Linked DNA regions of Mus musculus: region 1 is linked to region 2. A link is a contact called in public Micro-C data. All regions are on one chromosome and are shown on one strand. Each heading gives the region's core, a stretch centred on a gene start, on an enhancer-like site or on the middle of the called end of the contact. The rest is flanking DNA. Distances are from core to core; before and after follow the strand shown.

Region 1 (3,895 bases), core at 472-2,971, 34 kb after region 2:
TTGATCTTGGTAACTTGCCTAACCTAGGGTCTGTCTTGTTATCTACTATACAGCTACTGCCTCTGCCTCTCATACTGGAGGCTCAGGTCCCTGTCAAGGTCAGGGGGACTAGCCCCCCTCCTGCAGACATGGCAAGAGAATGCCCCACAGTTCCAGATCATTAGCAACACTGTGTTATTGGTGGTGTGGGCCAGTAAGGATGAAATCAATGACCAATTACAAAGTGAACGGAGAAGCTGCCAAATTGTAAACATTGCCTGCATGTGCGTGTTCATGTGCACATGTGCATGGGTGTTTCTCCTCAGGAGGGAGCCACCTTGGGGTTTTAAGGTTGTTTGTGTGTTTGTTTGTTTTAGATCTCTCACTGGAGTAGAGATCATGGAGTAAGGAGACTAGCTGGCCAATGCACCCAGGAATGCTCCTACCCTACCTCCCCAGGACTGAGGGTTTTCACCTGTGTGCTAGAGGATCAAACCCATGTCTTTATGCTTTCGAGCCAAGCACTTCACTGAGCTATCTCCCTAGCCCAAGTATAAGTAAGCAAAGCAACTTTTTTTTTTTTTTTTTTTTTTTTTTTTTTTTTTTGGTTTTTCAAGACAGGGTTTCTCTGTAGCCCTGGCTGTCCTGGAACTCACTTTGTAGACCAGGCTGGCCTCGAACTCAGAAATCCACCCGCCTCTGCCTCCCAAGTGCTGGGATTAAAGGCGTGTGCCACCATGCCCAGCTAGTAAGCAACTTTTAAACATCCTTTCAAAACGTGTTAACAACTATTCTTTCCTTGGGCTACCTTTACTAACAAAACATATCTTGGCCAAAAAGGTTGTTAGTTCCATCACCATAATACCCAAAAATCCAAATAATTTCATTAAAAACCAGAGAATCGAGAGTAATCACCAGACACACTGATCTTGAGCCAGGTGGTGCATATCACCTCATTGGACTCTACACAGTGGCTCCAGTTACTTTCCTTTCTAACAGGCTGGGGAACTTGCCTCTAGCCCCATAGCTGGTCTGTATGTTCCCGGCTATCTTCTCCCACATCCCATGTCTTCTGGTGGACCTTCACTGCCCTTCCCACCTTGGAGTTACACCACACAATCTACCCTAGGTGGGTGAACTTTTATAAATTCAAAGACCTCTCAGGAATAAACAGTAGGATGCCTTATTCATAGCTGTAGGACAGAGCATGTGAATTCTATGAGTAGCAGCCATAGCAATGTTCCTGCCCATTCACCCATCTCACAGGCCTCAGAGCACCGTTCACACTGGGTAGAGCTGCCCAGGAGCCAGCTGAAAGGCCTACCTTGCAGGGCTTCAGTAGCTTCTCAACATAGCTGTGCAGATCCCAGGGTCTGTGTGGTTGAAGAACTTTCTAGCGGCAACCAGAAGCTCTGGACCCAGTTAAGAAAAGCCAATCCCATCCCCAGATGGATTCTTCTCATCTCAGTCAGCTTCAGTGGCTTGTGGCTTCCTGCCAACAGCACACAGAGGTGTGTGTGCCCCCTGTTGTGATCAGACCGCCATGAACAGCCCTAAGAAGCAGCTCAGTGGGAGCTCTGCCCTCCAGTCAAGTCTTCTGGAGACTTCTGGCTCCTCAGCCCCGGAGGTGTTTCTGAGGAAGTTTCATGGGCACCTGACCTTCAGCCAGGCTGGTCATGATGCCCCTCTGCCACCCCAAAGTTTTCTCATGGGTTTTGGTTCACCACACGGCTGGTGTTTCCCCTTGGTTGGTTTGTTAGGGTCAACACACCTCCAACTATCTCCAGGAAGTATTTTTCAGAGGGTTCCGTCTGGGCCACCTGTGGGAACTAGGGCGGGGTTCTCTCAGTCCATTGGCTTTGCTTTGCTTTTAAATGATGCTAATATTAGTGGGGTCACAGGATGGTGTGAGCATTCAGTGGCAGAACAGATGTGACTGGACTGTATAGAATTGATGCTCAGTACACACAAATCCCTCCATGTTTGATAGTGTTGTATCAATGTGTGAATCTGATCTCAGAGGTTTTTTTCAACTGATCACTTTACCTGTCAGTGAAAACTCAGAGAAGAGACAGTGAGGTGACAGGAAGGGTGGCACCATGGTTGATTATATCCTTTCCGATGTCAGTCAGGGGTTAATGGGACCAGGAAGGTTGTTGAGAGGACCTGCTGGCCCAGAAGACATCATGGACCACCGATCACCTTGCTCATCCAGGTGTCTCAAGGGCAGACTCTCCCTTCTCTTTAATGTCTAGGAGCCTTGATCGAGTAGATCATCGGTCTGCCAGTTTCTACACCACAGCTCATGATCTGTACCCATATGGAGCATCCTTTCTGGGACTTTAGGGCTAAGAGAGTGTTCACTGCAAGTCCTTGTAGGAAAGAGCTATCAGAAGCTCTTTGCAGTGGGGCATGGAGCTCTTGGTTCTATGGGCTGTTGCTTGTCCCCTAAGGTTTCATAGGAACATGTATAAATGTTCCTATCACAGTATTTAGGATAGAGTAGACAGCTAATGTGTTCAGCTGCAAGAAATAGGCACACGTGTGTGGGAAACAAAGGACCATCTCAGAAGTTACTACCTATCGGGATTTTGCTGTTGTTGGTTTTTTGTTTTTGGCAAGGTCTCTCACTGGCTTTCAACTTTCTAAGCAGGATAAGATGGCTGGCTCCTCAGTCCCAGGAATCCTCTTGTCTCTGCTTTCTACAGGCTGGAATCATAATTGCATACCAGCATTTATTTTATTTTATCTTATTTTATAGCAGGTTCTGAGGACCAGACTTGGCTTCTTCTGCTTGTAATGAAAGCAATTGGCCAACTGAACTATCTTCTCAGACCTTGAACAGAGAATGTTTGGACTTGAACCTGTGCACTTGAGCCTGAGGCTGGGAGAACACGAAGGGATGACATGGAACCAGCTTCCTCTGCCACTCCCTCATCTTCCCAGAGCAGAATAGGAGGGATGGGGAGAGTTTGCTGAGAGGAGAGTGATTCCAATTTGCTTATGGCTTTGGCCTTGGTATAGTCTGAGAAAAACTCACCCTTCTGTTTACCACAGATGTTGGATGCACACACGCACACGCACATGCACACACACGAACAGATAGATTCCAGCAACCACTCAGAAAAGAACAGAGAAATGATGTTGCTGTTGGCTTCAGATGTCTGAGCAGAAGTGAAAGCTAATTTCAGCCATTTTAACCCTCACAAAGTCACAGGGCCCCCGAGAAAGCTGTTGGGGAGAAGACCCAGGGGAGAGATGGTGAAGGGTTAGACAGTATCCTTTGTCAGACAGTTTATAAAGTTAGGGAGCCTCAGCAGGTCTTGTCAGGACAGCACTGAGACCAGACCTTTGCTCTGACTCCTGGGGTTCTGTGCTCAGCCTGACTGCCTCTCTCTGTCATTTTCCCCATTTATTTTTGTGCATCTGAGGTGACTTATGCAAATCTCAGGGCTCTCTTTCCATGACTCTACACCAACCTTCTGATAACAACTCATCTATAATTAAAATCAAAAGATGTGAGTAATAGAATGGTCAAGTTGAAAAATGTTCGGATAGTCCAAGCCAAGATTCACCTCAAAGGTGGTGGTATGAGACATTACATAGTCCCCTTTAACAGTAACAAGTATATCAGACAAAATTGTCAACGAAACAAATACAAAGAACAACTTTCAGATCATGGGAAATGCTCGGTCATTAAGAATTTTATTATGCCAGGATTATTGTAATGCCCGGCACACAGGATGCTATTTGGAATAAGGAAAAATCATAGGTTTTCTGGTACCTGTGGTAGGCTTGGTCCACAGGCCAATGAAAACCAGCCACTGTACTAGGAAGAGAAAGCAGGTTTGGTTTTGGGTGTGGACACATGAACCTGCAGTTTATGGGTTAAAGGTTATGTATTTGGTTGTAGACA
Region 2 (3,577 bases), core at 491-2,990:
CCCGCTAAGAAACTTCTTCCTGAGCCTTTATAAAATGCCTCTGTCCAGCCCTGTGGCTGCCACAGAATCTCCCATTTTCAAATTAGTTGTGAAATGGGGCCATTGCATGAAGATTAGGAGAAGAGTTAGCTACAGTAGGCTTAGGGGCACTGAGAAGGAGGCACCCTACCCTTCCTATGAACACGTGTTTGAGGAGCAGTCCCACTCTCCACCACGAGGGGTCAGGCCTGCACACCTTTCTGTATGAGGACCTTGATACTGTTGCACATTGTTTCAGATGCTCTGCAGGCATAGCAGTCCGCATCTTAAGACCTTTTTCCTCTTGTGTCTTTCTTGCTAATCTGTCTCTCACAGTCTACTTGCAAAAGTGCACCAAGAGGCTGCCTTCCTGTCCATCGCACCTTGAGGTTGCCACAGCCCTTGCTCTTTCCTGTGACCTGCCACTTGCTGACTGAGATGCTTTTTAAAGATTCTCCAATCTTGACTCTTTGATTCCAAAATGTGCTGGGGGACTGATGGCTATCTGGTATCTTTCCTTTCTCAGCCCCATCTGCCTCAGTTCACTAGTTTGTGGCCAGTTTGTGGCCACTGTAGCATTTGGGTGTTTCCACGACCCCTGCTATCCAGTAGTGTCAGTCTTGGGACCAGGAGAATACCTGGTGTGGACAGCCTCAAAGCAGCTCCCAGGCAGGGACATGGGACAGAAGCCATGGAACAGGTATCCCTGGCACTCCAGATCAAGGCCTCACTGAGGGCTTCCTAGGACCGTGCACACATGGCAAGTGGGGCCAGCGAGGCTCCTGAACCAACCTTTATTGCTCTCACTCTCTCTGATGAGAAAGGAGCCGGCCTTGTTCATCGGAGCCAGCAACTGCCTCTCAGCATCCTTCCGGCTGATGGTCCTGAAGAACCATCTGGAAAATAGCAAGAGTGGGTGAGCCTCAGAGTTGGTGATACCCCTAAGTCGATCCTGAGATGTCCCTCACATCCTGTTCAGTCAGATGGCCCCTCAGTCCCTGCAACCCCACTTCATCCCATCAACTTCTAGGTTCACATTTTGGATGAATGTGATGAAGCAAGAACATGAGTTAGGTAACCTTCATCACTGCTAGTCTGTGAGATAGCTCCTGATCCTCCACCACCCTTCTCCTGGCATGAGTTTTCAGTTTCCTTGCTGTCTGAGCCAATGATGTCACTGCCAGGGACTTTCTGGGCCTGGATTCCTTCCGATTCACCTCTCTTTAGCATGGGGCTTTTCAACACATGCTGTGGACAGATATAAAATGCTCCTTGCAGGGTTGTATATGTTTGAAGATGTGGTCCCTGGCTAGTGGTGTTCTTGTGGGAGGCTGTGGAACCTTCGAGATATGAGGTCTAGTTGGAAGCCATGGGAGTGGCACTGGAGGTGACAAGCCAGCTCAGCTGCCCTGGTGAAGCTCAAGCTGCTTCCTGGTCCACTGATCTGTGAGAGGTGCCTGGCTGTACATTCCTACCATCATGAACATCGTGAGCAGGGTGTATCTTTCCTTTCATGCTATCATGTACTCTCTCTAACCGTGATCCAAAATGAAGCCTTCCTTAAACTATATAAATTTTAAATAGTGATGAAAGAAATAACTGATACAACATGTTTCTGGGGGAAAACCCATGGTGCGTGGGAAGGGTAAGGAAGCAGGTAACGTCACCACCATGAGGTGGGGCATACTCATGTCTCTGCACTATGTGAAGGAGTAGGGGAATGCCCCCGGTGGAGCTTGCTGGTGTGTGAGAGCTGGTGATGAGAAAGTTGAAGATGCCTCGAGGACTGAGCCTGTCTCTGGCAGTGGTGGGGAATGGTCACAGGACATAGAGCTTTGCTATGGATTCTGGAGGGAACCAGACACTGTGGGCAGTCTCATCTAGAGAAGCTAGGAATCAGTAGCTCTTCTTTCAGAGGGAAGACAGACTCCCTTGGCATCATTCAGAGTGTTAGAAGAGAGCCAGAACTTTCCATTCCTGGCCTCTCACCAACAGCCACTACTAAGCTCACTTTCTGGCCCTGCCGTACCCAGAGCAGTGAGAGCAGCCCTGCCGCCTCTGGCTTGACGAAGTCTATTCACCTACTTTTCTACTTCCAGAGTCTCTACTGGGGCCACAAAGTTGCTGGGCACATAACCTTCTCTTCCTGTGACGAGTGACCTGGCCAACCACCAGTCTCCAGTGCTAGAGGAAGAAGGGGAGACAGAAATATGTCAGAGGCTCACACAAGACACACTGAGCAGCTCTCAGCACCCTACAACAGATCCCAATCTGGTAAGAGACAGTAACACAGAGAGAGACAGACAGACAGCCTGGTGATAAGGAGGTGCCGTGGGAGTGGCCCATCCACTGGGCCATGTGACAGGCAGAAGGGGTCATAGTGCAGAGGAAGGGTAGATTTGCTTGTATAGCCTGACAACCTGATCACCATGCCCTTTACTAAGTGGCCCCTGTCTCAATGGATGGGGCAGGTCCAAAAGTTATGAATGAGTTGGACCTGGCTAAGAAAACAAACCCAGGAGGGGGCTTGACAAGGGAGGAACTGGAAAGCTGTGTAGAATCTAAGATCAGGGCACTCACTTACACGTTCAATTCAAACCCACTGCAGACCTTTAAGAATAAAGTCAGACCTTGGTGTTGCATGGTGTGGGCCTGAAGGGTGGAGGAAGGAAGAAGGGAGAACATAAGCAGACTGGAGGGTGTTCTGAGAAAGAACACAGAGAGTAAGCCAAAGTGGAGTGGCTATGTGGGATCCAGGGAGGTGTCTCGTTAGATTTTAACAGCAGCCAGAAGGCCAGACGTGGAAACCACCTTACCAGAAAGACTTGGAGGGAAGGACAATGACCCATGCCTAAGAGAACCCCGGAACTCAGGAGAGGGAAATGGCAAGAGAGAAGGCCATTTAGGGGTGCCCCAGGGATGGGGTGGGTGAACTAGGGAAGTAGACAATGGGGGGAGGTCCTTGATGACTGGGGACAGGATGCTAGAAATTTACCTCCTCAAGACCTGGAGCTTCTCACCCTTCAGCACCTGAAGGTCCCTGTCATTCACAGCGGCATAGTCAAACAGAGCCACCACAAAACGCTCCTCTGGAAAGAACAAGGAAGAGATGGCTACCACTGGGGTCCACAACTGAAGTAGAGGTCTGGGGGAAACCATCTTCCAGGTCCTAAGAGCGTTAGTGAGAGGAAGCCACATGAGGCTATACTCTCAGCAATGAAGAGGGGATTCTCAGGAAGTGACACCAGACCCACAGCCACTCTAGGAATAGGCCGACCCTCATTGCCTGGCTCATCTTCCTTTCAGAACTAAGGCCTAGACAAAGATTGAGGGTGGGGGAGCAGCTACATGGAGGCAGCCATTGCCAGCCCTTAGAGGGCTGTAGGCCCAAGTCTAAGAGCCAGTAGCTGATCCTGAATCCAACTTGCCTCTGAAGTATCCCCTCAGCATCATTTCCCAGCCTCTATCCCAAAGGTCATGTGACCACTCCAGCCCCGCCCTCTCTATGGCATTGGTACCAGAGCTTCCCAGGGGCACCTCTGGCTTTCAGCACCTGGCC

What was found. A called contact is a pair of places that touch in the nucleus more often than the background predicts.
Region 1: a contact with region 2 is called in a Micro-C map of B cells, with 3 times the contacts expected there. The contact joins the promoter of Blk here to the enhancer-like site in region 2. A contact is called at or near these places in 18 of 39 promoter capture datasets (the 3T3-L1 cell line, 3T3-L1-derived adipocytes, the C10 cell line and 11 more), 9 of 484 Hi-C or Micro-C datasets (B cells, the HL-1 cell line, the N1E-115 cell line and 5 more), 4 of 115 datasets of contacts at active chromatin or transcription factors (T-cell acute lymphoblastic leukemia, embryonic stem cells, microglia and 1 more) and 4 of 9 other capture datasets (adipose tissue, embryonic stem cells, liver and 1 more).

Annotation. Positions count from the first base shown.
Region 1 is chr14:63,415,466-63,419,360 of GRCm38.p6, forward strand. Blk (B lymphoid kinase) reads right to left here and starts at 1,722. Exons shown (of 13, transcript NM_007549.2): 1 at 1,304-1,722.
Region 2 is chr14:63,381,826-63,385,402 of GRCm38.p6, forward strand. It overlaps Blk (B lymphoid kinase), which reads right to left. Exons shown (of 13, transcript NM_007549.2): 4 at 3,014-3,107; 5 at 2,104-2,202; 6 at 811-914. Among named protein-coding and RNA genes, the nearest start is that of Gm46458, 12 kb to the left of the region's middle. Within about 2 kb of position 1,741, at least 17 of the 459 cell types and tissues checked have an H3K27ac peak or open chromatin away from gene starts, as enhancers often do. A contact at or near this core is called in B cells, where this site is marked.